5 separate regions of the Mus musculus genome follow, and regions 2, 3, 4 and 5 are each linked to region 1. The links are chromatin contacts, called in public Hi-C, HiChIP or PLAC-seq, Micro-C and promoter capture Hi-C maps. All regions are on one chromosome and are shown on one strand. The core of a region is the stretch at or near the end of the contact, and the rest is flanking DNA. Distances in the headings are between cores, read along the strand shown. Region 1 holds the start of Frmd5 (FERM domain containing 5). Region 2 overlaps Frmd5 (FERM domain containing 5). Region 3 overlaps Frmd5 (FERM domain containing 5). Region 4 overlaps Frmd5 (FERM domain containing 5). Region 5 holds the start of Mageb3 (melanoma antigen, family B, 3).

Region 1 (5,406 bases), core at 1,463-3,962:
CAACACACCCCATTCTATGTGGTTATGGAATAGGACTCAGAGTTTTATGTAAGTTGAGCAGGCCCTCTACCAACTGAACTCCATCTCCAGCCTTATATGGATCCTTTTAATGAACAATCCTTCTCTGTACTGGGCTCAATAAACTTGTGAAAAAATAAGCACAGTATTTTTTCAGTTCGACTTTCCAGTCTCCCCCGGACTCCTGCTCATATTTTAAAGGCATGCACTAGACTCTAGTATTTCATTGTTTTTCCACACTCTGCTCTGTATCCAGGAGCAAAGGACAGCTTGCAGATGCATCATATGCACAATGATGGGTGAATCTTAATCTAAGGAGATCTTTGACTAAGCTGGGATGCTACTTGAAACATTGCATAACAGCCACCATCTTGCCCTTCCTGACTGCGTCTACCATCTTACTTTGGAGACAGCATTCGGGGCATTCAGTTCCTCCTGGCTGCCTGGATTCATGGTGCTTTGCCTTTTTATCCCAACAGCTGCTTATTTGCATAACCTGTTAGAGGTACATCCCTATCAGTACACTAATGGGTTTCCTCTAGCTTCTTGGATATTTTTCCTTCCTCTTTTAGATTTTATAACAAATAGTAACTTTGCCTTCGACAAAAGTGCTTCCTGCTTGAAAATTTCCATCTCTCCCAGTTACACAACAAGGCTGGACTTAATCGACTCTCCTTTCGACGCAGTAACGCTTATGCTCCTCTATGAGACCTTCCTGAAGCTCCTAGTTTCTTCATGGATCTTTCTGGAGTTGTAGATGGGATAGCATACCTATCATTCCATTTATCAGTTCATCATTTATAGAATGCCTGCCTCTGTATTCCAGGTCCCAGCTACTGTCCAGGTTGTGAAACAGACAGAGCATTTGACTGCTTGGTTTTAGCCTCATAACTATTTTAGGAGTGCATTGAAAAGAGGAACATCTTCCCATGGCTACTAAATGCAGCAAGGGAGCAGTCCGCAATACTAAGGTGATATGGGGTGGTAGTGGTATTGAAATTCAAAGATATTAGCAAAACACACTGTTAAAGTCAAACACCTCTAATTCAAACACTGAAGAACTTGAAGGGGATCCATTTTGAGGTTATCTGAGCTACATAATAAAACTGTCTCAAAAATGCAAAAGTATGGGATGTAGCTCAATATTAGAGCTACTACCAATCCTTAGCAAATGCAAAGTCTTGGATTTGATTCAGGCAAACATGTAGACAAAATCATTTTAAAATTAAAATAGGATTCAGGCATAGAGGTGCATGACTTTAACCCCAGCACTCAGTGGGGGTGGGATGGTGGCAGAGGCAAGTGGATCACTGTGAGTTGGAGGCCAGCCTGCTCTACATAGTGAGTTTGAGTACAGCCAGAGCTACACAGTGAGCTCCTGTCTTGAGCCCCCCTGGCCCCCCCCAAAACGGTTAGAATTCTTTCTAGTCTACTATAGGGGGTTTTAATAGTTATGTGTTATGCTGATATAGTAAGAGCATACATGTAATGAGAAATTAATAATTCATTATTTTAAACGAATATATTTCTCACAGTACTAATGTTTTGGATTGACATTGTTTCAATGTTGGATCTTGTCACCTGCTAGGAAAGAGCTCTACCACTGGGTTACACCCCTATTCCAACCTAACTCCTATTTAACATTTCCTTTCAGTGAAATCTTTGAAGGTAGAGAGAGCCAGTGGGATAGCTTGTCAGGCAAGTCTGGCCATCCGTTTAATCACTGAAACCACATAAAGGTGGGAGGATGGAACTGATTCCACAAAGTTGTCCTCTGACCTTCACACTCGTACGTGGTACCTAAGTGTTCATATTCCATGCACAGGCACACATTGGTATTATTAATAATAAAATCTTTGAAGGTGGCTGTCTCTTAGCGAAGTTGTGGAAAGGAACTTTTAAGTCTGCCGATGGGGAGGACACAAAGGAAAGGAGGCATTTCCCCCCCCCCCCCGGTTCTTTGTGCAATACAGCTCCTGACCATTGTGCTTTGTTGCAGACGTCTGAAGATGTAATAATTCTTTCTAAAAGTACAAGGAAAGGTCCACCAGTTCCTGTTCCCTGCCCAGCTAAGGAGCACACCTCAGCCTTCTTTTGTCTTCTGAAAATAAAAGAAGGGTTAGAGCGTAGGGTTTTCTAAGCGCTAAACGCGGGCGCTTACAAGCTTCTGTGGTTGCACCAGAGTAAATAGCTATTGTAAAACAGATGTTCACTAAAATAAGGGTGCTCGAGGCACAGGGGCCCATGGAGCTGACTTAGGGCAGCGCACAGGTGGGGAGAGCCGCCAGGTCGGGAATGTGGGTGACTGTTTTCTGCAGGTGCCGCCTCCTCGCTTTGGCTTCCAAGAGAGCAAGAACCGGGTGTTGCAGGGTGCAAGTCTTGACTCCTGAAACAGCTCAAATGTTATTCCAGGTTGTAGACACCGATCTCGTGAAGTGTCCACACATGGCCCGGTCCAGGACAAACAGCATCCATACCAACCACCGCCCGCGAAGGGAGCGAGCCAGGGCTTGGGGCGCTAGGGGGCTGGCCCGACTGGGCTCACTACTGCTGTTTTGCGATGATTGCTTCCTCCGCCCGCTCATCATCCCCATTCCTTATTCTGATTGGATCTTCCTCCTGCTAATCGGTTCCGCCGCGCTGACCTCCATTGGCCCCCTACCTAGGCCCCGCCCCATGAGCTGGGCACGGGCAGTGGGGCGCCCGGGAGAGAACCCAGCTTGCTTGGGGTTTGGGGGAGGCGGTGGTGGCTCTGTAGAAGGAAGAAGAGTGGGGCGGGAGGAAGCAGCGGTGGCGATCCGGTCAGGGTGATGGTGCAGGTGCTAAGGGCCGGCGCGGAGCTGCCGCGCTGAGGGGCGACGGGTCCGGAGTCCGCAGCGCCGCCGCGTCGCTCCCGAGGACGGGCGAGCGGGCGGGAAGATGCTGAGCAGGTTGATGAGCGGCAGCAGCAGGAGTCTGGAGCGCGAGTACAGCTGCACCGTGCGGCTGCTGGACGACAGCGAGTACACCTGCACCATCCAGGTCAGCGCCGCGCCGCCCGCCCGCCCGCCCGCCGGCTCGCGGGATCCGGCTCCCCAGACTCGGCCAAGTTGGCGGGGTCCGCCGCCCGGGGTCGCTCCAGCTCTAACCCCGGCGCGGCGCTTTGTCCGCCCCGCAGCCGCACCGCCCGGCGCGCGGCATCCCAGCCCGAGCTCAGCCGGGCACTGGTACCACGCGCCGCGCGCCCCTGCGGGGTGAGTCGCGTCCCGCACCTGCAACTCCTGCTCTGCGCCTTCTCGGGCGGGGGACCCCGGGTCTCGGCTTCTTCAGCCAGCGGATAGGCAGCACCTTGGGCGGGCATCCTGAGCTAGGCGTGTAGGGCGGGAGACGCCTGCCCGGGCCGCCCCGTCGAGGGGTGCGGGCTGAGGCTCCCCCGGCCCCGCCAGGCCCGCCAGCCAGCCTTTATCTCCCTGGTTGGAAGGATAAAGGTTTATGTCATAATTTCTCCTGAGCGTTTGTGAGTCAGACGGAACGCGCAGCCCATGCAGAGTGGCCTATTGAAGGCGCCCAGCCCTCTGTGCTTTGAGGCTCTAGCTCCCTTCCTTGTCTTTTGACCCCCAAATCTCAGCGTGTTGGTTATTTCTGGGGGTGGGGGGCGTGAGGCAAAGATTTAGCAACAAGTCACAGAGATTTGGAGGTTAGCAGTGGCTGGAAGGAGTCGGGGACTTAGGGAAAAGCCAACAATGCAATAATGCCACACAGCATTTCTTTCAGAACCTGGTTTTTACAACCCCTTGCTTGTGTTCCTTCACTACTGCTGTGTGGCGCGTCAGGAGTCTAATATGGTTTTCCCCAGGAATGCAGTCTGTCCTTTGTAAAGTCAGAGGTTGAAAACACTGACCATGCTCACAGATTTAGTTCTTCAACCAGAGGACCCTGCGCTCACCGCCAAAAACTGCTCTTTGTGGAGAAGAAAATTTGAGTTGGACCCAGAAGGGTCTCACCTGATCCCTTTCCTTTCCTGCAAGAACCTGGAGGAGGCTTCTAAGCACAGATGTGTGTGTGTGTGTGGGGGGGAGCCTGCCTAGATTTAACCCTCAGGGTGCCCCCATCTATCTTCTGTCTGTCTGTCTGTCTGTCTGTCTGTCTGTCTATCATCTATCTATCGTCTTGCTAATAGATCACAATACCATTAAAAAGAGAGAGAGAGAGACTTGTGAGAAAGACCCTGGGTAGAGAGTAGATGCTTAATGCTGACTGTGCTCAGTTCAACCTCTTCCCCAGAAACCTGCCCCCCCGCCCCGCTTCCCCTCTCACCCCCCCCCCCCCGCCCCTCACCCCAAGCCCTGAGCTTAAGTGCTGATTGCTGCCAAAGATCCAGGAGAGTAGAGATTCAGCACAGACTCCTTTTGAAGTCTACTTAATATAGATTAAATGCCCATAAAAATGCGAGCCATGAAATGAAAGGGTTTTTGTAGTTAACCGTGATGGAGAGATGGTATGTATTATTTCCCAACTCCATAGTGGCTTGCTACTTTTTGTTTCTATGGTGTCATTGTTTCTATGTACACCCCCCCCCCCGTTTTGTTTTAATGGAGGAGGAGAAAGCATGGAATTGACACCTTCTCAGTTTGAGTACATTGTCAAGAGCTTTAAAAGTCTTGACTTTAAAAAAATGGCATAAAAATTTAACAAATGTGTAAAATAGCCTGCCGAGGGCAGTGTGAGGTTTAGGTTTCATAAATCTTAAGAATACCTTTGTGGTATATAGTAACATAACATTTCTTAGTAGATCATTAACTTTTGTCAAGGTATAGAGTACAAATGAAACACCACTCCTCTGAAAATGTTTGATAACCTTGTGGTTTTAGGTCTCAGGAAAGGCAACTTTTTATTCTTCCTTGAGCAGGTGAGGTTGATTAATATTGTAATTGGTGATGGTTCTTATTGTCATGGAGAAAAAAAAAAGAATGCTTTAAAGTTAAGTTGGACTTATCGGAGTAATGCTTACTATATTCTACTGTGTTTGTGTTTATTTTTTGTTGCTTTTATGATGTTATAAGAATCATGTCTCCCATGCACAGTCTAGATGTCTTAACCATTGTATATGGTGGTTTTGGTGTAGCCTCTAAAATAGAGGAATTGTAGCACATTTGCCATTTTTTTTTTACATTACTATTTAGATGTTGCTTTGCTTTTGTTTTTATCCAGATGAGAAAAGGTTCGAAAAAAGACAGTATATGATTCTAATATTTTTATATGCAGTTTTTCAAACAAAGCATTTAGAGATTGAGCTTTTCTTAGCAACTTTTCCTTTTTATATTTCTACTCTGTGTTGTGTGTGTGCCCATATGTGTGTGCCCACATGTGCTTGCTTGTTAAACACTCGGTACAGTTTTTAATATGGAA
Region 2 (5,406 bases), core at 1,745-4,244, 190 kb after region 1:
AAGTAAAGCTTAAAGATGGGATGTAACCACTTCTGAAGGGCAAGACAGTTTTATGTTCTTAAAAAAGACCATCTTGGCCTTAAACTTCAAAAAGCCAGGGTATGATGTGAGGGAGTTACTTCATTAACTGGGTTGGGGAGGGTGAAGCAGGATGGATTGTTAGGTTGTCATTTTTGAAACTAGATGATGTTTGTGTGGGAGTCTCTTACACTGTTCTCTCTGGCTTTGTGTGTGTGTTTGAAAGTTTCCACACACAAAAATGACAACAAATGGCATCCTCCTCTGTCATGAGATTGATATAAACATAGATGGAAGGAACATGGAATCAGAAACCCATTTTCTGTGTGCAGGCCTCATATATAATATATATGTAATCATATAGTAACTATGACCTAAACATCATATAGTCCTAAACATACAGTAACTGGTCTCCTGTTAGTTACTAGCAGTCTCTAATCCTGTCTTAACATTTGGAAAATGGAAGCAAAGCCCAGCTGACTCACTTTGTAGGTGTGCTGGCTAACTTTATGTCAACTTGACACAAATCTGAGAGAAGGAACCCTCAACTGAGAAAATGTTTCCACCAGATTGACCTATGGGCAAACTCATGACACATTTTCTTGCTTAGAGATTGAAGTGGGAAGGTCTTGCTCACTTTGAGCATGGACAGGTGTCCTGGTTGTATAAAAAAAACCAGGCCAAGCAAGCCATAGGGAGCAAGCTATTAAGCAGCACTCCTCCATGGCCTCTGCTTCTGTTCCTGCCTCCAGGTTCCTGCCTGACCTCCCTTCATGAAGGACTGCACTTTTAAGGTGAATGAAACCCTTTCCTCCCTAGGGTAGCCTTTGGTCACAGCGGAAAAACACTAAGACAGAGAGTGTTGAGAGGATAAAGGAATGAATGTTTCTATAAGTTCTATGTCATCTGTAAAATGGCACAAACCCATAAAATCAGATCGTTTTAATTGACCTGTAAACCAGATTATTTATGCTCCTATTTTTCCCCAAACAGTTAAATAAAGCTGTTCCAATAATAAGCAAATTCATACTGTGTGGCTAGTTTCATGTGATCTTGACACAAGACAGTTGTTTTAGAAAAAGGAAGCTCAATTGAGAAAATGCCCCTACTGGATTGACCTGTGGGTAAGCCTGTGGTGTGTTTTCTTTATTGGTGATTGATATAGGAGTACCAGTTCACTGTGGGCAGTGCCACCTATAGGCAGTAGTCCTGGGTGGTATAAGAAAGCAGGGGAAGCAGCCAGGAGGAGAAAGCCAGTAAGCAGCGCTCTGCATTTGATGCAAAGCAATGGTGAAGAAGAATTCCGGTCGTTGAGCACAAAACCAGGCAGAATGCTGAGCTGAGAGGGATTATCATGGTCTGGAGTTGGCATTTAGGTAATACCTTCTCTCCTTGTGTGAGGTCTAGTTGAAGGGGCAAGCACTAAATAAATGCAAGGTCTGTGAAGGCTTTTGTGTGGAAGTCTGAACCACTGTGCTTGGTAACATTTATATGGAGTCTTTGTGACTCCGCTTGAACTTGGCCTGTTACTAATGACTAGCTTCTGTTTGTCAGTTTATTGAGTCTCGTTGTGTAGACCTGACTGGCCTGGAATTCACCATGTAGCCCAAGCTCGCCTTGAACTTGAATAGATTCTCCTCTTGCATCTGTCTCCTTAGTCCTGGAATAATTAGACATCTATCTTAATCTATGGCTACAATAAAAATTACATCCACAAATGCCTTTAATTTTTATGAGTGCAGGGTGGGGAGGCACGGATAAGCATGTACCATAGCACAGTGTGGAAGTCAGAAGGCCATCCGGGCGTCAGTTCTCACCTTCAGCTTGTTACGGTGGTGCCTTTAGCCTTTCAGTCACTGCCTCAAACCCAAGCTGTCCAGCAGGCTCCTGGGGATCGCCCTGTCTCTGCCTCCCATTGCCTGAGTAGTTCTGGGATTACAAACTATAGGATTTATGCATTGAATTCGAGCTCCAAGGTTTAACTCGGGTCACCTGGCTTACATGGCTAGTGTTTTGACGACTGAGCACTCTCCCCGACCCCATAAATGCTTTGAAAAGCACATTTCTCTGCAGGTTAGGGCTTGGGAGTTGTTTGATTTTTTTTATTTTTTATTTTTATTTTTTGGTGCAAATAAAATGAGAATTTATCTAATTTTGCTACTCAGCCTGACATCAGAAAAAGGACCTATTTGCATTCATTTATTTTCTGATTTCCATTGTCACCAAGCTATTTCTTATTTATCTTTTAACGATTATAAAATCATTTTAAGGAGAGCTGTTGGTTTCCATTATACTGTCAGATTTTAAAATTAATTTCATAAAGGAAGTTTTGTGAGCAGGAACGCAGGTCCCCATTTCTCCATAGGCCACACAATAAACCCATTAAAAGGCAAGAGAACATCGGCCCTGTCCACTTACTGTATTCGCTAGTCCTTTAACTAACAAGATGTCCAGGTGAGGGAAATATGGTGAATCTTGACACAGAAAATAATCTGTTAAGTGACAAACACGTGAAATAAGAAAGGCTCCCCCAAGTGAGCCTAAACCACACAACCTGGAAAGGGTCCCAATAGTCACATGACCCAACAGTTGCCTGCCTGCCCCCTGGAGCCGGCTTCTGTGTCTTTTTCCCACGGCGTTCACTACTCTATTTACCAAGTCTTCTCTATCAACTGTTCCGATCAATTGCAATTATTTCCGAGCGCATGATGTCAGCTTTGCCGACTGCCTCAGTTCCATTTGATGTTTTTGGAACTACCGGGACTGTGTTTGGTTTCTTTTTAAAGGCAAGCAGTTTTCTAAAGCTTAAAATATTTCAATTTTGAAAACTAAAAGACTCTTTCTTTAGTCTGTGATGAATATTTGAGTAGAGTTAAATTTATCATTCTGGCAGTACTCACATTGAACTTGTCATTAACTGTGACTCATCAAAGATGTTGTGTGGCGAGCCTGTGGGTAGCAGATGGTTCTGTTCAGGGGAATGGAGGCAGGAGGCTCTGAGGCCCAAGGAGCGAGACTTCTCATAGTCACTGGCTGTTGCTCATAACCTCTAGTGAGAAAGCACAGTAATTGGGGTGGGGTGGGGCAAGACTGGGCTTGTGTGGAGGTCAGCGGGGCTCTTTTGTGTTGGGATTATGGGTAGAGGAGCTGACAGTCACTGTTGCTGGCATGCCAGGTGTGGTGTGGAATGAAGCAATGGCTAGAAGCAGCACAGAGTAGAAAACCAGAATGTGTCAGTTCCTATGGAACCTGTTATTCTGGTAACTATAGTGACAGAGACCACCACACAGAAAGAGGGACGGCTTCAGCACCAGTAGTATCATTAGGAATCCAGTGTGGAATGCAGGCAATGAGCCCTCCTTAAAGAAGCTTTGGCCTCAGAGGCAGGGCAAATGGCTTCTCCTTTCTCTTCCCCACTCCCATTCTGCTTTTCAAGTGATATTGCTTCCACCCTTCCTGAATTCAGTTTTTCTGACCTTTAACCTCCAGCCCAGCCCATCATAAAGCCCAGCACACAGGCATAAGCCAGCCTGCAGGGCTATTCTGCACCATTCCGCCATTCCTTTGCCTTGTTATCCATCAATCCAGCCACATGAGTGGGTTTTCTGAGAGTCTGGGTCCCAGTGTGGACTCAAGTGCACCATTCTTTGTCAAGACAGGTTAATGACTTTTAATTAAGAAAAAAGGACCATACACCGAGTCATTAACAGAGCTAAGAGAAACCTGAAAGACAGAATTGAAATCCTCTTAGATACACTTCACAAATAATCAGAATGGTTTCACAGATGGCACCTGCTGGGCCTCTTGGACCCACAGCCTCTCCATCTGTAGGACAGACTCACAACAGTGACTAGTGTGTAGTTTCTTCAGTGACAGGGGAGGAACAGATGAGACAAGCACCAAGTGTCTCAGAAAGAGCGGTGAGAGAGGGAGGCGAGACGGTGACTCGACTCGCTCCTGGAACAAGGAAGCTCAGGGAATTTACTGGGAATCAAAGAAAACTGGCAACTGAATTAGTAATTAGGTAGAAGTGTTTGTTTTGTTGTTGCCATTGTTTATTGTATAAGGTACCACTAAATGTGTTCTGCCATGCTGATAAGAGACTGTTTGAAAACACATCTTAGAGGGCTAAAGAGATGACTCCGCCGGGTGTCCTGAGTTCAAATCACAGCAACCATCATGGTAGGTCATCTATAGTGGGATCCGATGCCCTCTTCTGGTGTGTCTGAAGACAGCAACACTGAACTCAAATATATAAAATAAATACATCTTTAAAAAGTCTTAAGAATACAATGTGCAAAAAATAAAAATAAAAATAAAAAAATAAAAAAGAGTACAGTGCTCCCACCAGATGTGGTAAACACACCTTTAATCTCAGTACTCAGGATACAGAGGCTGGTGGATCTCTGTGAGTTCATGGCCAGCCTGGTCTATAGGATGAGTTGTAGGACAGCCTAGGTTAAGTGTTGAGATTCTGTCTTGTGGGGTTGGGAGGAGAGCACAGTGCTCGAGATTATGGTGCCTGGAGTTAGGCTGTCCTGTCTAGCAATGGAGTACTTCATTTGGGGGCGTCTTAGGGTGATCATTGCTGTGATGAAACACCAAAGAGACTTGGGGAAGAAAGGATTTTTTTCAGCTTACACTTCTACATCTCAGTTCATCATCAAAGGAAGCCAGGACAGGATCTCAAGCAGGACAGGGACCTGGAAGCAGGAGCTGATGCAGAGGCCGTGGAGCAGTACTGCTTCCCGTGGCCTGCTCAGCCCGCTCTCTTCCAGAACCCAGGACCATCTGCTCAGGGCCGGCCACAGCCACAAAGAGCTGGGCCCTCTCTCATCAATCACTCATTAAGAAAATGCCCCACAGGTGTGCCTCCAGCACAATCTTATGGAAGCAGCCTCCCAGTTGACACTTCATCCTCTGGTGACTCTGGCTTGTGTCAGGTTGACTTAAAACTACATGTACAGGAGGTGGCCTGACTAATATAACAGAGTACCTGCCTGCCTCCCCACTGTCAGTGGAGAAGCTGGGATCGAGCATGGGCTTCGCATTTTTCTGACCACCTCACTGGAGCGAATGATCAAGCTCTGTAAGAGAAGACACACACCAGTTATTGTAGATAAAAGGATAAATAAAGGAAGTGACAATTCTTCACTTCTACAGAACTAGAGATAGATGATAAAGAGAGAGAGAGTTAGGAAAATGGGAGGAACAGTGCCTCAGTGCTGTGGAGACTGAAGCAGAAGCAAGCAGTTTAAACCGTGGTCAGCTCTTGGGCCAGGAGATAACTCAGTTCATAACATGTGAAGACCCAAGTGGGAATCACCAGCACCCGTGTAAAAAGCCAGGTGCTGGAGAAAGAGAGATAGGAGGTCCCCTGACCACCAG
Region 3 (5,406 bases), core at 836-3,335, 160 kb after region 1:
CTGTTATCTGCTTCACAGAGTCCCGGTGTCTTTCAGGCTTCATCTTACTGGGAACGATGGGCGTCAATGCTTGGTCAGATTCAAAGCTAGAAGACCACACTGTCCAGAGATTAGACATTAGAGAATGGAGTCCGTCCTGATTCAAGCACAGATTCAGATTCAACAGAGCTCATGCGTAGCTACAAGTGAGAGGAGAACAAATGGGCCAATGCCTCATTTCAAAATGTCAAGTAGTTCCTCTCAATGACTCTTCATGTGAAGAGATTGTCATGGGGGAGGGGGACAAGAATTGGGAGCTTTGGAGAGAAGCTCAGAGGGTCTGTGTTGGTCCTTTTACTGAGGGGCTATTAGTAAGCCTGAATTGGCAGTATAGGTTGTCTTTTAATACAAATGTATAATTGCTAAAAACAAAACACCCATTTGCTCGTAGACCACTAAAAACTTCCATAAGGCCCCTAAGTTGCAGTCTCGCTCCACAATAGGTGTGTGGGAGGTAAGATGAGACCACTGATGCCAATGTTCCAAGTAAGGTGTTTTGAACATGTTTATTCATGTTGCAAACCCGAGCAGTTGAGGTGGAGCAGTGTTGGTCTGACTCTGCAGCCCCTTGCACTCAGAGCTCATCTGTGTGGATGCAGTGGTGATGTGGGAGCCACAGATATCAAAGCCACCACAGTTTCCTTTGGGGCTCATTTCAATGAGTGCACTGGCACTCTGGGAGCCACTGGCTCTGTGGGAGCCGCAGATGTCAAAGCCACTGCAGTCCCCATCACAGCTTGCCTGGAAGGAAAATTTTTCTGCAGCCTTTCTTCTTCATTAGAGCCCCAGTCTGAAATCTAATGCCCTTTAACTGGAGAGGGCCAGGGAGAGAGGATGCTTGATGCACAAAGCAAACAGCTATCTAAGTGCAGTGCTCAAAAATAATTGGCAGCTTTAGAGTAAGATAAAACTCCATAATGATAAAAAAAATCGTACAGTATCTTTACTCTGGCAAAGAGACCTTGACAGGACACACAGTCTGTCTTCCCTTGCCCGTTTTCAAAACATAAACTATTCCTGGTAGATAAGTCATGATTCTATATTTCTGGATATCCAGGAAGAAAATATTACTCTGTGTGTATGTGTGTGTGTGTGTGTGTGTGTGTGTGTGTTATGTACTTGTGTGCATGCGTGCCACACACGAGTACTTGAATGTCACATCACGCATGTGGCAATCATAGAATACCTCTGCACATGGGTTCTTTTTTTTTTTTTCTTTTGGTTTTTCGAGACAGGGTTTCTCTGTGTAGTCCTGGCTGCCCTGAAACTCACTTTGTAGACCAGGCTGGCCTCGAACTCAGAAATCTGCCTGCCTCTGCCTCCCAAGTGCTGGGATTAAAGGCGTGCGCCACCACACCTGGCTTCCACATGGGTTCTGAGGATTGAATGAATATCATTAGCAGTGGTACCAAGTGCCTTTACCTTCTCAGCCATTTTGCCAGCCTGGGAAGTTTATTTTAACATTAGTTCATATGCAGCCAGGCATGGTGGCTCACACCGTTAGTCCCAGCACTAGGGTGTTGTGGCCGGCCAGCGGCTCACATGCCTGGGTTCTAGTCTGGAAAGGCATCTTGGAAACCTGGAAGAGAAGAGCGGGGGCTAGGCAGTTGTTAATATAAAAAAGAAAAGGCTGGGTCGAGGCATAAAATTTATTTATGCCCTATAGTTCTGCCTGAATTTTAAGGGCCTAATGAAGAAACCTGTCTCCAGTGGTATATCTTAATTATTTTTATGGAAAACCCGTATCTGGATAAGACTGTCCTTACTGTCTTAGTAAACATCTAGCAGACTAGCCCTGAGCTGTTGGCTCCATCTTTTATAATGTTAATTAGTACTGAATAGGTAATTTCCTTGATGAAATTTTTACTGAATACCAAGTAGTCAGCTACTTACTAGCTACTAGAGGTCTTTTTAGGGCCTTGGAACCCTGGCGAAGACTGTTTGTACAAATTTGAAAGGCACTTTATTATGAATAACACTGAAGGAGAGTATGTTGATTTTCTTCCGCATTCTTGGATGACAGGCGGGAAACAGAGGGAGGGGGTGAGGACCGGCTCCGCAGTACAGGGCCAATCAGCTTTTTAGGGTGGGAGGCTGTGAAGGGCTTGCCCTTCTGACAGTACGGTCTCTAACTTCTAACTTAAGTGATCTCTAAGAAAACAGAGGCCAGCCTGGTCTAAATAGCAAGTTTCAGGCCATCTACAGTTAAGTAGCAAGTCAGTGTCTTTAAAAAAGAAAAGTTTAGACCCACCTCGTTGCCATTAAAATTGGCTTTTATCCTTTCAGTCTTTAGTAAGTGCATATAAAGGCTAATCAGCATACCATATGTAACAGTCACTGAAGGTCAGCCAGAAATTGCCACCTCATTTTCTCACAGACTAAAATGTGTTTCCTTAAACATCTTTTTCTCTGGCAGAATGTCTTAGCCTTGAACTTGTTTATGCCGCTTGGGCTTTGGCTTCCAGGTCTCCATAGTCTACAGTTATGGAGCATCTGCAGGCGAGATACTGATGAGGACTTGGCCCATTGAGCTTGCTTATACCCCGAAGTACCAGCAGTTTCTGCTGTTCACAGTGGTCTGAGGCTGCAAAGCCCCCATAAACACAGACTGTAAAACGTGACCTTAGAAGTCAGAAGGATCACTCTGTTATCTAAATATGTGTCGGCCACTGAGGCCTCCATTTCTGTTGGTTATAAATGTACAGAGGAATGAGAAGAGCATATCAGACTAATACTCGTGTGCCAGCCTTTAAAATGGTGCAGATATTGAGAACTGGAGTTTTGTTTCCTGGTGGGGAGACTCATCCTGAGGACTGTGAACAGCACTTGCCTTCTCATCAGAAAGCGTGACCCTGAGCTAGCATTCCTCCTGTGCCTGGGGAATATGCCACCATCCCTCTAAGTCTAACCCTAGATCTGTTTCCAGCCCCATGTCCTTTACTCTGGTGTCATCACTTCCTCTGAGACTACTTTTTGCCACTGTCAGTCACTTCCGTGTTTTCATTGATTAGTTAACTAATTCCTTTCCTGTCTAGGACTATTTATTTATTTATTTATTTATTTATTTATTTATTTATTTATTTATTTATTTATTTGCTTTAAAAAGATACAGGGTCGGGCTGGAGAGATGGATCAGTGGTTAAGAGCACTGACTGCTCTTCCAGAGGTCCTGAGTTCAAGTCCCAATAACCACATGGTGGCTCACAACCATCTGTAATGGAATCCAACTCTCTCTTCTGGTGTGTCTGAGGACAGCAACATTGTACTCATATACATAACATAAATAAATCTTAAAAAAAAAAAGATACATGGTCTTGGAATGTTGCCAGTCAGTCTGATTGTGCACTTCTAGGCTTAAGCAATCCTCCCTAGTAGTTGGGCCCACAGATTAGTGCCACTGTATCCAACTACTAGAAATTTAACTGTTTCTTCTCCAGATGCACATATATGCCATCGTGTTCACTTTGGGAGTGTCGTGGTTTTCAGTTTTGTTGGCCGGTTATCTGTCTGAGCTTTTGTTATTGAGACACAAGAAGGCAAGCCTACATCACATTTCATTGTTTGGGTTTGCTCTGAGTAACAGGTACATAGGACCAGTCTGTGACACACTGCAGAAGCAGGACTGTGATTTGCTTCTGGCCCTGGTGCACATCTGGTATTTACATTGTGGTCTTTCAACTGAGGAGCTAGCTGTAACATTTATGTGATTATGGTTAATGAACCAGAGAAACTAAAAATGCCAGCCCTGTTGAAATCTTACATTGTGAACCACACAGAGGAAGGAGTGTCTTACTCCATTTCCACGTCTCCCTCCGCATCTGGAGCTGAGTCTGGCTCCAGGTCAGCTTCGTAGCTGCTCTAACTATGGACCCCCTAGTGAGGTGAGGTTCTTCTTCGCCAAGCTTAGAGTGTGCTGGATCTCTTCTCTTTGACCTTTGTAGTGTTGGTTTCTGATTACTCCTTTGATCTCTAGCAATAATAACCAATGATCTACCTGGTTTGTTATTATTTACAAATGGGTAGTTTCCTGTCCATTTGTAAACTGTCACGTAGCGACTGCCTACACCCGCAGCTCATCTTTAGCCTTTTGTGGTCTAGCCCAAGCCTGATATCAGTGTTTCCCACTTTTGGGTCATCATCAGAATAGTCTTCAGAGATTCAGTTTCTCAAACTTTGTAAGAATCCTGAAGTACAGCATCAGAACCCCCATATTTGAGTGTTCCCCATGACATAGCTAGGTTTGACTTACGCTACAAACTATGTTTTCCTAGCTGTTACTAGTACAATTCTAAAAAATACATTAGAATGTTTTTGTTAAACTTAATCACTTTATAAAGTCAATAATTAAGACCCAGGCAGGCCAGGTGACTTGCCATGGCCTCACAGTTAGAAGGAGGAAGGGCACTAAGAGCCCATGTTTCCAAACCCCTGTTCTGCCTCATTTCCATCATATGGGCATAGGATCATTGACTAGCATCTCTAAACTCTGCATGGATGTGTGTGGAAGCATGTGGGAGGAAAGATGCTCAAACAGGGGCCTCTAAAGTAAGTAGGCCAGCACTTGTGTGAATTTTTTAAATGATGTATTTATTTTTATTTTATGTGTATTGGTGTTTTGCCTACATATGTGTCTGTGTGAGAATGTTGGATCCCCTGGAGCTGGAGTTACAGACAGTTGTGAGCTGCCATGTATGTGCTGGGAATTGAGCCCAGATCCTCTGGAAGAGCAGCTAGTGCTCTTAATCACTGAAGCGTCTCCCCAGCCCCCTCTAATGTACTATTTGATGTAGTACATAGCTTTGAGCCTTGATCAACTGTGGAAGCCTCAGTGCCACCCTGCTCTAGTGCCTGCCCACTGATGCCCAGGATGGTGTACATTATGCTCTGAAGTGTGCTTGACTTGGACACATGCTGCTTGTTTCCAAAAACTAAGTTTGTGGCCGCATACTGCGCATGCCTCAGTCAAGAAGAGGAGGCGGCAAGCAGGGATGTATTATTCTGTAAAACCTTTTTCTATTACCGTGAGATATTCATTTAACTAAAGATTCAGCCTTCAGGTTTGCTGACAGAGTGAAATGAGTCTGTCTGCAATTCTGAAGAAGCGTAAGGAGTAGGGCATCCATCCCTTTGATATGTTGTGTGAGTTCATGAAAAATGAATGGGAATGTTGGAAACTACGTCCTAACACTTAATGTTTACATACGGAGCCTGGCTTGAAGAGAGAAAAGTGAGAAATTTTGCTCCCTTAATCTCTCCAAGCTCACCTGTCACAGGCAACGTTTGAAATGCTAATGTGCTTGTAGCTATTTTAAGACTGAAAAGCTACATCCGGGAGGGAAACTGGGATCAAGGGATTTTCTTATAAAC
Region 4 (5,406 bases), core at 1,566-4,065, 140 kb after region 1:
TTGTGCACACACAAGTGTGTGCATGTGTGTATTGTGAGAAAGTGTGTGAGAGAATTGTGCATGTGCAGCATATGAATGTGTATGTCTGTATTTGTGTGACTGTATAAGTATGTGTATGTGTGTATATGAGTGTGTGTGTGTGTGTGTGTGTGTGTCATTTGCTCTAAAAAAGATAGCCATTCGGGCCCCCAATGGAGGAGCTAGAGAAAGTATCCAAGGAGCTAAAGAGATCTGCAACCCTGTAGGTGCAACATTATGAACTAACCAGTACCCCGGAGCTCTTGACTCTAGCTGCATATGTATCAAAAGATGGCCTAGTCGGCCATCACTGGAAAGAGAGGCCCATTGGACAGGCAAACTTTATATGCCCCAGTACAGGGGAACACCAGGGCCAAAAAATGGGAATGGGTGGGTAGAGGAGTGGGGGTGGGGGAGACTTTTGGAATAGCATTGGAAATGTAATTGAGGAAAATACGTAATAAAAAAAAAAGATAGCCATTCTGTGAGTGGTAGTATCTGATTTGCATACAACAGATCTGGGTGAAAATTACAAAGTGTCTCTGAAGGGATAGAAAGTATTATTTTTAAGATCTTGGCATTATTATAGTACCACAAAAGAAAACCACTAACATTACTCAGTGGCCGGCAGTTCTGAGTTGTGATCCCAGGGTTGGAGTCTACTGTCCCTGCACAAGCATGAGATCTTTCTGCCCTTCTTTATGGGTATAAGTGACTTAGGTCAGGTTCCAGCAAATGCCCCAAGGATTCTTTTTTTGACAGTGTTTTATTCTGTTATATTTTCAGAACTTGCAAACATGTAAGACTTAGGTAATAGTGAATACACCTGCTGTTTATTTACCTATGCCAGAGGCAAACAAAAGAGCTAGTAGACAATGAGGAACTGTGGCCCCATGCCATCACTATCTGCATTCATACAGACATGGCAATCACCAGAAGCAGAATAAATTTGGAAACAGAAAAATGGAGTCTCTTTTTTGGTCCCTTTCAAAATGTGTAGGATTCCTATGGATTTTGAGTGGCTAGGATTTCCTGGCTGATAAGGCTAATTTTGTTTTCATGTATAGAACTGTCTCCTGTTGAAAAAAGCATTTCACCAAGTTCAAACTGGGATTTATTAAGAAAAAAAAATAACACTTCTAACAGCATACTTGGTTATAATGGGCAAGGTTTACAACTGAGTCTGATAATAGATTTGCAACTCCAATCATAAGCAAATAAATTATAGGCTAATAAGAAAAACAATAATATCAGCCTTAATGGTTTTGAAGTAATGAGTCATATGCTATAAATGTAAAAGAGAGAAGAAAAAACCCTTGCTAGATTATGACAAATTTGGTAATATATAATGATATAATAATAATCAAATGCAATTTTAAAGTTTTCTATTTATAAGTTTTAATTATGTTTATGTGTGTGCCCACATGAGTTTATGTGCATTCTGTGCATGCTCGTGCCAGTGGGGACCAGAAGACATCAGATTCCCTGGAGGTGGAGTTAAAAGCCCACTATGTGGGTGCTGGGAATCAAACCTGCGTCCTCTGGAAGAGCTGCAAGTGCTTTTAACCACTGAGCTATCTCTCTAGCCCCTCCGATGTAATTTTAAATTCTAGAAATATCAGGGTAGAAAGGAGACAGATATCAGGATGGAAAGGAAGACTTTCCATGGGACAGTTTTTGATTAAGATGTAACACACTAAGTGAAATCAAAGGGGGGAGGGAAATAAGGAATGGTTCTGACCATGGTTGCTGCTGGAGTCCCTGTGGCCAAGGCTGGTGAGAACAGGTGCTTTTAGGGGCTGTAGCCCAGAACCTATCCTGTTTAACAGAGAAAGCCACACCTCTCTGACTCTGAGAAAGGCTGTAAAGGGCACTCACCACAGTAGCCCTCCAGACTATTAGGCCCTCACCTGGGGAGGAGGGGGGCATCTGCCTTCATTTGCATTCTCTGCTCCAGACACAGGCAATGTCTTCTAATTTCCTCAGACGCTCCTAGCTCTGTGTAATTCTTCCATTGATCCTTCCATACCAGATTTTATTTCAAAGCCAACAATAGTTCATGTTTACATGTGGAACACTAATTAGGTCATGAGCTAATTAGTGTGTAGAATATTCTGTTAACATAAACAAAACAAAACAAAACAAAACAAAAGAATGCATGCTTCTAATTCTGGGGCTTTTTATACTTAGGGTATTTTATGTGGTGATTTTAAAAATTTTTTCTCTTTAATTGACATAGTAATTGTACATATTTGTGGGGTACAGAGATAATTCAGTACATGTGTACAATGTATAATTATCAAATCAGTATAATTAGCATTTATTGCTCATCATTTCATTGTGTTTGGAGCCTTTAAACTCTCTCTCTCTCTCTCTCTCTCTCTCTCTCTCTCTCTCTCTCTCTCTCTCTCTCTCTCTCCCCTTCATAAAATACATAATAGGCTTTTATAAACCGTAGTCACACCAGTAGAGTACAAAAGACAAGAACTTAACTGTACTTCAACACCCATTATCTAACTTCCTCTCTGTCTTCCTCCCTATCCTCACTGGCACCTAGTGACCCCTCCTTCCTCCTCCTCTGATCTTCCCCCTTTCTCTCTTTCTCCTTCCTTGGTGGTGATGCCAGGACATCAGACTGAGGGCCTGGAGCATCCTGTGTCAGCTCTGTTATTATTACCAAGCCACATCCCAGAACACTTAACTTCGCAAGCCCCTGTTTGTCACACAAATGAAGACACATAGCTTCTCAGTGGCCCTGGTTTTCATCAGTCAGCTGAGGGCAGTAGACCCAAGCTGCTGCTGTACAAAGCAAGAGTAGCAGCCAGCAGCACTGAGCAAATGTTAGCTCACTTACCTTAGCACATGGTGGTAGACACAGCCATTAGTGTTTGTTGTTGGGTTTTTGGGTTTTTTTTTTTTTTTCTATGTTAAAGGACTCTTTCAAGCCAGGCAATGGTGGCCCATGCCTTTAATTCCAGAATTCAGGAGGGAGAGGTAGGTGGAACACGTGAGTTCAAAGCCAGCCTAGTCTATATAGTGAGTTCCAGGACTGCCAGGGCTACACAAAGACATCCTGTCTTGAAAGAGCAAAAACAAACAGACAAACAGCAACCAACCTGGGGCTGGGGCTGGGGCTGGGGCTGGGGCTGGGGCTGGGGCTGGAGGGAGTGCTAGGGAGTTGGCTCAGTGGTTAAGAGCACTGGCTGCGATTCCACAGGATCCGGGTTCAATTCCCAGCTCACAATGATCTGTAACTTCATAATCTGACAGCCTCACTCAGACATACATAAAAAAATGCAAAACAACCAATGCACATAAAACAAAAACAAATAAAAATTACTTGAAAATAAGACTCATAAAAATTCTTATTTAGATCATTGTTTTGCCCAAAATATATAAATTCAAAGGAATCATAATGATAATTGAAAATATTTAGAAGGCAGAAAATACTATCAAGTCAGCATTTAGTGTTAAATGTGTCAAGGATTTTATTCTTTTTTTATTTAATGGGCTGTAAAAATATTTTTGACTAGCCTTTCTGACTATTAAAAAATAATAATCATTCTGATCCCTTTAAAATACCTGGGGTTGTCTTCCCCAGAGCATCTCTGATGGCGCTAGATCGGCATCAGTAAGCACAAGGCAGATGTCAGTTGGATACACTAGCTATGTTAATATCGACTCTAGAACTTTCCAGATTGGATGAAATAAAGCCCAGCCTGGGACAAAACAGTGACAGACACATTCCGCGTGTGGTTTGCATCAGCTCTTGTCACCCCCCTCAAAGACCAGCCTTCCTGTGCTAGTGTTTCCCTGTACAGACCCTGCAGCAGTAAGACTCACGGACGGAAGACAAGTGGAGAGTGCTAACTTGGGATTTCAAGAGCAAAGGCTTTTTAAAAATAGTCTCACATAGCCCAGGCTGGCCTCTTACTCTCTATGTAGCCAAGGGGCCTTACTCTCCTCCTCTTGTCCCCACTTCCCAAGGTGTGTACCACCATGCTTGTTTTAAACAAAAAGTTTTATTGATCTATGTGAGAAAAAGAATTGGAAAAAAAATTGGAAGCCTGACATTCCTTCCTCTCCCTGTCCCACCCTGTGTCTTTGAGTCAGCCTCTAATTCATTTGGAGTGTTTTAAATTATCACAGTGGAGGAGATGCAGCCACAGAGCCCATGTGGAGGTCAGGAGGCAGCTTACAGGATCCTGGTTTCTTGTAAGACTATGTGGATCCCAGGCTCAAATGCACAGAGCATGTCTTGGAGGGAAGTGTGGTTGCCCTCTGAGCTCTCCCCAGCTGGTCTGACTGGTATTCTTGAAGGTTCAGTCACTAGTGTGTGCCGCTAAACTCCAAATTTCCTGACAGGCTCATTTGAATCCATATGCTCTAAAGTGGTGTTTATTTTTGTTTCAGGGCTCCATATGCAAACACTGCTTATCAGATTCTCTTGCTCCAGGTTAGATCACACACATACCCAAGCTTAGCCAGTGCACCCCTCGTCACTTTATACAGACAGCTGTCATGTCATTCTATGTCTTATTAAGAATATGTTCTCCCTCTTTAAGTACCTAGATCCCACTGGACATGGAGTAAACCCATTGCCTGCTGCTTAACTGTGTCTCTGACACAAAGGATATTTTATATTTGTTTTAAGTGTATGTGTATGGGTGTTTTGCCTACATGTATATCTCTACTTGCCATGTGTGTGCCTGGTGCCTCCAGAGGTCAGGAAAGGGCATAGATCCCTGGAACTGGAATTACAGACAGTCATGAACTGTTAATGCAGGTACTGGGAATTGAACCCAGGTCCTCTTGGTGAGCAGTCAGTGCTCTCAACTACTGAGCCATCTCTCCAGCCCCGATATTTTGTACTTATATATCCCACTTATATTAACATTTGTAAAAGGTGACTTTTAAAATTTATTTCCATTAAGCTTCAGAGTCTAATCGCTTGATCTAAACAATATTAAATACTTTGATGCCAGCCTGCACATATTTTCAGTAGATAACATTAATTTAAATAACCCTCTGCATAACATATTCTTACAGTATTGATTTCAATGCGAATATAGATGTGCCATGGTTCCTCTTTCCTATTCTTTTTCATTATACACATAACCAGATAAACATTTAGCCTTTCCTAGACAATGACCCTTGTCCTATAGACTGTAGCTGGCTTTAGAAGCCATATTTAGCTTCCCTAGGATGTTATGTGGTTATGAATCAGTTACCCCACAGCAGCACACCACGTGTAATTTGATTCAGTAGCATACTCTGTTTAAGATCCATAGTGAATGGTGTACCAAAAGGTAAAGGTAGTTACAATGCAAGACAGAAACTGGGGCATGGAGAGATGGCTCAGTGGTTAAGAGCACTGGCTGCTTTCCA
Region 5 (5,406 bases), core at 1,035-3,534, 150 kb before region 1:
AGTTCCAGTACAGAGCTGTGACACACACACACACACAAAATCATGTCTCACAAAACAAAAATTAAACAAAAAAAGAATATAGGGTCTAGTTGAATGTAGTACAATACTGATTCTGCTACCTATAAACTAAATTTTATCAAAAAACCTACCCCTAAAACATTGTTAAAACACAGAGAAAGCCTGCACCAGACATAATTTATCCCAATTCTTCTGAGTAACATAATTGGTCCCATTTTAAAATGAAATGACTCAACAAGGACTCAGGCTGTCTAAACTTTCACTCCCCAAACCCCGAAATCAAGCAGCAGTGAGGAAAGAGCAGTGAGGCCCAGGTCACTCCTAAATCTACTTCATATAAGAGCTATGTTTACCTTGACTTTCTTTATGACCTTGGGCTAAGTCTTTCAAATAAAAACTATAATGTTTGCATGTGCCTGCTTATTACTGAAATTTAATCCTAACATGTGAACAGCAAGTGAAGTACTTTAGGCTGCACCTATGAAGCAGAAGGCTACTGAGTGAGAAACATTAACTAATATGTAATATAAGCCATGTTTTAATCTTCCGTTTTATTCCAGGGGAGAAAACACCTATAATGCCCCAAACTCGACATGACCAAACCATTGAAAAAAAATTGAGAAACTCTATTAAAAAAAGAAAAATCAAAACAAAAGCCAGTAAAAACTAGCTTCCACATGCCATGTCACTGCTTTTATAGAGATAATTGCTGGACCACAAACACAAATGTGTAGCTTGGCATTTCATGAATCAAAGTAACAGGCAATCTACAATCTAAAACATGTAGATAAGCCTATCATTTCAAGGCACTAATTTGTATATGGATGTAACCGTAATCTTGGTATTGTCTTAGTAGCATGAGAAAGATAACACTCCCTGCCTTGCCTTGGAGTAGCATCTAAGAATACTCATGTCAGGAGCTTAGGGTAGTTTCCTGGCAGTATCTCAGTAGGTTTCTCCGAGGTACTCTGAGAGTGCCTAACGTCATTCACACATCCAGCTACCACTAGGGCGAGAAGTAAATAAACACTATTTATTTATGCAATTATTTATCACAGAATCCTGGTCAAGAACGCAAAGGTAAACTCATACGGACTTACCCAACGTAAACAACATGCTAAATAGAATTAAGATTCACCCTTAACTAACCACTACGGAAATCAGAGGCCTCCTACACACGCTGGTTTTTACTACCACACTTGACTTTAAAAAGTAGTAATGTCAACTCAACATTTTAGCAGTACAGAAAACGACAGAAGCTCCAAGAACCTCTTTCCAGATTCTCAAAGGATGTCTGTAAGAGCTCAAGTAGAGAGAGCAACGCCCCCCTAATGCACCCTACAAGAATGAAATACCAAAAACATTACGTGGGCCCACAAGAAGGTTCGAAAAGGCAATCTAACTTAATTAGCTATCGGGTCCACGGGGTCAGAGACTGGGAACGTGAGATGGGGTTGGGGGTGGGTAGCAAAGTGAAATCTAACCCCAGAAATCACAACACAGGCCGCAGCCTAAGAGCTGAAGCTGGCGGGAAGTGAGCTCCCTGGCCGTTCCCTGGGGAAAGTCCAAGCCAGAGCAGCTTCCACGACAGTGGACGTACAAGGCGCCAACAGTGCATGCCTACGGACGTTGCTGGAACCGCTGAGGGCTCGGCTAGAGAAGGGGAGGAGATCCCGGCAGACGGCCCTGAGAGAGGACTGAGCTTCGGAGCAACGGCAGCGTCTGGACCAAGGGAATTACCTTCACTGTGACGACAGAAAAGTGTCTTCGGGCTCCGGCGATGGTCCCGACTGCGCAATAGGTGGTGTCTTTCCCGCTTATCCCTCAGCAGCAACAGAACCAGCTCCTTCAGCCAGTCGCCATTTCCCGCCTACCGACCTGCTGCACCGCACGGACAGGGACCCGGATGGAAAGCGGCCTCCCTGCGCAGGCGCTCTGGCTCCCTCCTCCCCCGCCCGCCCCGATCCGGAGAGGCGGGAGGGAAGGAATGCGGGAGGCCTGGGCGGCAGCGGGGGAGGGGAAACCAACTTTTACTACCGTGAAGAGGCTGAAGTTTCTGCCGCCTTAGGGAACTCACCAGAGCGAATTCCTGACCAAAAGAAAAACAAGAAACAACAACAACAAAAAACAATGAAAAAAAAATGAGCTTAGGGCCCGAGGAGTTAGACTGGACTCAGCCTCCGATGGGGCTCGGAGCGTGGGGGACGTTTGTACTTCGGGGGCCTCCGTAGCGGGCTGCGGGGTGGTCGCAGGGGGAGTAGGGAGGAAAGCGTTAGCAGCGGAGGCGGGGACGCCGGGGGCGGTTTTCCCTCCCGCCGCTAACGGAACCGCCTAGAGCCGGGCGACAAGGAGAGCGCGCCCTGGCCTGGGAGGCGGGGTTTAAGAACGCGCCGCGCACCCAGCGGCCAGGGTTAGCGACTAGGCGGCGGTGGGTGGAGCCGGCGGGAAGGGGCGGTGCTAACGGCTTGGCGCGCTGGAGCGGGAGCCAGTGCCTTGCGCTCCCGATGGCCAGACCCAGCCTGGTCCCGGTGCTTTCGGAGGTTCGCGGAGTGTCCCCGAGGTTCTCTTCCTAGGTCACTTTGCTAGCGGGAGCCCCTGTTGCCCTTGGACCTATGAAGGAGACTCTTAACCCTTCCCTTCCTCGCGATGTGGGCAGTGATCCTGTACGCTTAAAACTCGAGTCTTTCAAATGGGTTTTCACACACGACTGTGGGCTCCATCTAGAATCTGGATGATTCTTAATCTTCTTGATGCTGAAACGCTTTTAATAGAGTTCCTCATGTATGATGACCCCACCAACCATAAAATTATCTTTGTTGTTACTTCATGGCTGTAATTTTGCTAGTGTCATGAATCGGAATGCAAATATGTTTTCCCATGATCTTATTCAACCTGTGGTTTGACCTCTTAAGGGTTGCAACCCACAAGTTGAGAAACACTGGTCTAGATAGCACTTTTGACTGAAATTCCAAGCTGATCTCATTATTCTATAAGAAATGCTGATTGAGACAGGAGAGGCTTGGACGCCAGTCTGAAGAGAACAATCCTAGGGTTTGCAGAAAAGAGCTTGATCCACGAGTTCGGAAGTCCTGATTCCTGCCTGTCAGCTCTTCTACTTCAGTCCTGAGCACAGTCAACATGCCTAGGGGTCAAAAGAGTAAGAGCCGCTCCCGTGCTAAACGACAGCAGTCACGCAGGGAGGTTCAAGTAGTTCAGCCCACTGCAGAGGAAGCAGGGTCTTCTCCTGTTGACCTGAGTGCTGGGTCCAGCTTCCCTGGTGGTTCTGCTCCTCAGGGTGTGAAAAACCCTGGATCTTTTGGTGCAGGTGTATCCTGCACAGGCTCTGGTATAGGTGGTAGAAATGCTACTGTCCTGCCTGATACAAAAAGTTCAGATGGCACCCAGGCAGGGACTTCCATTCAGCACACACTGAAAGATCCTATCATGAGGAAGGCTAGTGTGCTGATAGAATTCCTGCTAGATAAATTTAAGATGAAAGAAGCAGTTACAAGAAGTGAAATGCTGGCAGTAGTTAACAAGAAGTATAAGGAGCAATTCCCTGAGATCCTCAGGAGAACTTCTGCACGCCTAGAATTGGTCTTTGGTCTTGAGTTGAAGGAAATTGATCCCAGCACTCATTCCTATTTGCTGGTGGGCAAACTGGGTCTTTCCACTGAGGGAAGTTTGAGTAGTAACTGGGGGTTGCCTAGGACAGGTCTCCTAATGTCTGTCCTAGGTGTGATCTTCATGAAGGGTAACCGTGCCACTGAGCAAGAGGTCTGGCAATTTCTGCATGGAGTGGGGGTATATGCTGGGAAGAAGCACTTGATCTTTGGCGAGCCTGAGGAGTTTATAAGAGATGTAGTGCAGGAAAATTACCTGGAGTACCGCCAGGTACCTGGCAGTGATCCCCCAAGCTATGAGTTCCTGTGGGGACCCAGAGCCCATGCTGAAACAACCAAGATGAAAGTCCTGAAAGTTTTAGCTAAAGTCAATGGCACAGTCCCTAGTGCCTTCCCTAATCTCTACCAGTTGGCTCTTAGAGATCAGGCAGGAGGGGTGCCAAGAAGTAGAGTTCAAGGCAAGGGTGTTCATTCCAAGGCCCCATCCCAAAAGTCCTCTAATGTGTAGTTGAGTCTGTTCTGTTGTGTTTGAAAAACAGTCAGGGTCCTAATCAGTAGAGAGTTCATAGCCTACCAGAACCAGCATGCATCCATTCTTGGCCTGTTATACATTAGTAGAATGGAGGCTATTTTTGTTACTTTTCTAATGTTTGTTTAACTAAACAGTGCTTTGTGCCATGCTTTTTGTTAACTGCATACAGAAGTAACTGTCACTTGTCAGGTTAGGACTTGTTTTGTTATTTGCAACAAACTGGAAAACATTAGTTTTTACTAAAACATTGTGTAACATTGCATTGGAGAAGGGATTGTCATGGCAATGTGATATCATACAGTGGTGAAACAACAGTGAAGTGGGAAAGTTTATATTGTTAGTTTTGAAAATTTTATGAGTGTGATTGCTGTATACTTTTTTCTTTTTTGTATAATGCTAAGTGAAATAAAGTTGGATTTGATGACTTTACTCAAAAAAAAATGCTGATTGAAAACGTGCCGTTTTTAAAAGGATATAACTGAATTAGGAAAAATAGCCACTGCGTTCCCAGTTGACACTCCACCAAAGAAGACAGGGGTAAGACTGCATTATAGACGTGAAGTAATACGCGTAGTAGGATAGCATGTGATTATGCCAGCGACGGGGTCTGGGGAGTTTTCATAAGACTTCCCTAAGTGAGACATAGATGGGGAGTTGATTTTGTAAAAGTGTTCTTACAAAAAGGAAACAAAGGAAAATCCCAAGACAGAATCATGTTGAGCCACTATCTGTAGAAAAAGAGGGAGGGGGGATGGCCAGATAATAGCAGGTGAGGCAGAAAGGTAGACGTAGAAGCGTAGAGTGCTCTTGTAAATATTGTTTCTCCTTCAAATGTGGTGCAGGTGGGTTGTCAAGATCCTGTCAGAGCTGAGTCCTTTTGCCATTTAAATCTTACCAGCACAAAATTGGTTTCAGACTGGGCATGGTGATCATAAGGCTCAGGATTACCGAGGCAGGGGATTGAAACGTTCCAAACAGCCTAGGCTGTGCAACAAGAACCTGGCTCCAAAAGAAAAGACAAAAAGAAAGGGTAAAGAAATCTTGGAATAAAACAATGAGAGCCGATGGTATACCGAGCACAGAACAAATTGAGAGTCCATATAATCATAGGTTTCTGAAAGGCTAACTGAAAATAAAAAGTTATCTAGTGCGTATAATGGAAAGTTATAGAAGTAAACCCAGAAATTACAAAATGTTTTTGCAATTTATGAACTTTCTCCTTTTTCAGTGTTT

What was found. Promoter capture Hi-C pulls out the DNA fragments that hold promoters and counts their contacts. Hi-C and Micro-C count contacts between places; a contact is called where the count stands out from the background. HiChIP or PLAC-seq counts read pairs in DNA pulled down with a chosen protein or histone mark.
Region 2: a contact with region 1 is called in a promoter capture Hi-C map of hippocampal neurons, with 7 times the contacts expected there. The contact joins the enhancer-like site here to the promoter of Frmd5 in region 1. A contact is called at or near these places in 4 of 39 promoter capture datasets (the SN4741 cell line, cranial neural crest, hippocampal neurons and 1 more), 1 of 15 datasets of contacts at CTCF or cohesin (the NIH/3T3 cell line), 5 of 484 Hi-C or Micro-C datasets (the N1E-115 cell line, cerebral cortex, cortical neurons and 1 more), 19 of 115 datasets of contacts at active chromatin or transcription factors (SST interneurons, bone marrow-derived macrophages, craniofacial prominence and 12 more) and 1 of 9 other capture datasets (pancreatic islet).
Region 3: a contact with region 1 is called in a Micro-C map of embryonic stem cells, with 2.6 times the contacts expected there. The contact joins the enhancer-like site here to the promoter of Frmd5 in region 1. A contact is called at or near these places in 1 of 484 Hi-C or Micro-C datasets (embryonic stem cells), 14 of 115 datasets of contacts at active chromatin or transcription factors (astrocytes, embryonic basal ganglia, embryonic forebrain and 6 more) and 1 of 9 other capture datasets (pancreatic islet).
Region 4: a contact with region 1 is called in a Hi-C map of the N1E-115 cell line, with 3 times the contacts expected there. The contact joins the enhancer-like site here to the promoter of Frmd5 in region 1. A contact is called at or near these places in 2 of 39 promoter capture datasets (hippocampal neurons and stem cell-derived epiblast-like cells), 1 of 15 datasets of contacts at CTCF or cohesin (the NIH/3T3 cell line), 4 of 484 Hi-C or Micro-C datasets (the N1E-115 cell line, bone marrow-derived dendritic cells, cerebral cortex and 1 more), 13 of 115 datasets of contacts at active chromatin or transcription factors (SST interneurons, VIP interneurons, bone marrow-derived dendritic cells and 10 more) and 3 of 9 other capture datasets (adipose tissue, embryonic stem cells and pancreatic islet).
Region 5: an HNF4G HiChIP or PLAC-seq map of pancreatic cancer cells shows a contact between it and region 1. The contact joins the promoter of Mageb3 here to the promoter of Frmd5 in region 1. A contact is called at or near these places in 5 of 484 Hi-C or Micro-C datasets (embryonic stem cells, forebrain and muscle stem cells), 5 of 115 datasets of contacts at active chromatin or transcription factors (embryonic stem cells, memory CD8 T cells and pancreatic cancer cells) and 3 of 9 other capture datasets (adipose tissue, liver and pancreatic islet).

The regions. Positions count from the first base shown.
Region 1 is chr2:121,804,363-121,809,768 of GRCm38.p6, reverse strand. It overlaps Frmd5 (FERM domain containing 5), which reads left to right and starts at 2,712. Exons shown (of 14, transcript NM_001360084.1): 1 at 2,712-3,039. The coding sequence starts at 2,938.
Region 2 is chr2:121,619,224-121,624,629 of GRCm38.p6, reverse strand. The region is part of intron 1 of Frmd5 (FERM domain containing 5); the gene reads left to right. Among named protein-coding and RNA genes, the nearest start is that of Wdr76, 120 kb to the right of the region's middle. Within about 2 kb of position 2,994, at least 103 of the 459 cell types and tissues checked have an H3K27ac peak or open chromatin away from gene starts, as enhancers often do. A contact at or near this core is called in the N1E-115 cell line, the NIH/3T3 cell line, the SN4741 cell line and 10 more, where this site is marked.
Region 3 is chr2:121,639,765-121,645,170 of GRCm38.p6, reverse strand. The region is part of intron 1 of Frmd5 (FERM domain containing 5); the gene reads left to right. Among named protein-coding and RNA genes, the nearest start is that of Wdr76, 140 kb to the right of the region's middle. Within about 2 kb of position 2,085, at least 18 of the 459 cell types and tissues checked have an H3K27ac peak or open chromatin away from gene starts, as enhancers often do. A contact at or near this core is called in embryonic stem cells, where this site is marked.
Region 4 is chr2:121,661,835-121,667,240 of GRCm38.p6, reverse strand. The region is part of intron 1 of Frmd5 (FERM domain containing 5); the gene reads left to right. Among named protein-coding and RNA genes, the nearest start is that of Frmd5, 140 kb to the left of the region's middle. Within about 2 kb of position 2,815, at least 10 of the 459 cell types and tissues checked have an H3K27ac peak or open chromatin away from gene starts, as enhancers often do. A contact at or near this core is called in the N1E-115 cell line, where this site is marked.
Region 5 is chr2:121,952,970-121,958,375 of GRCm38.p6, reverse strand. It overlaps Mageb3 (melanoma antigen, family B, 3), which reads left to right and starts at 2,284. Exons shown (of 1, transcript NM_008545.2): 1 at 2,284-4,605. The coding sequence starts at 3,157. The coding sequence ends at 4,149. It overlaps Ctdspl2 (CTD (carboxy-terminal domain, RNA polymerase II, polypeptide A) small phosphatase like 2), which reads right to left and starts at 2,375. Exons shown (of 13, transcript NM_212450.4): 1 at 1,759-2,375.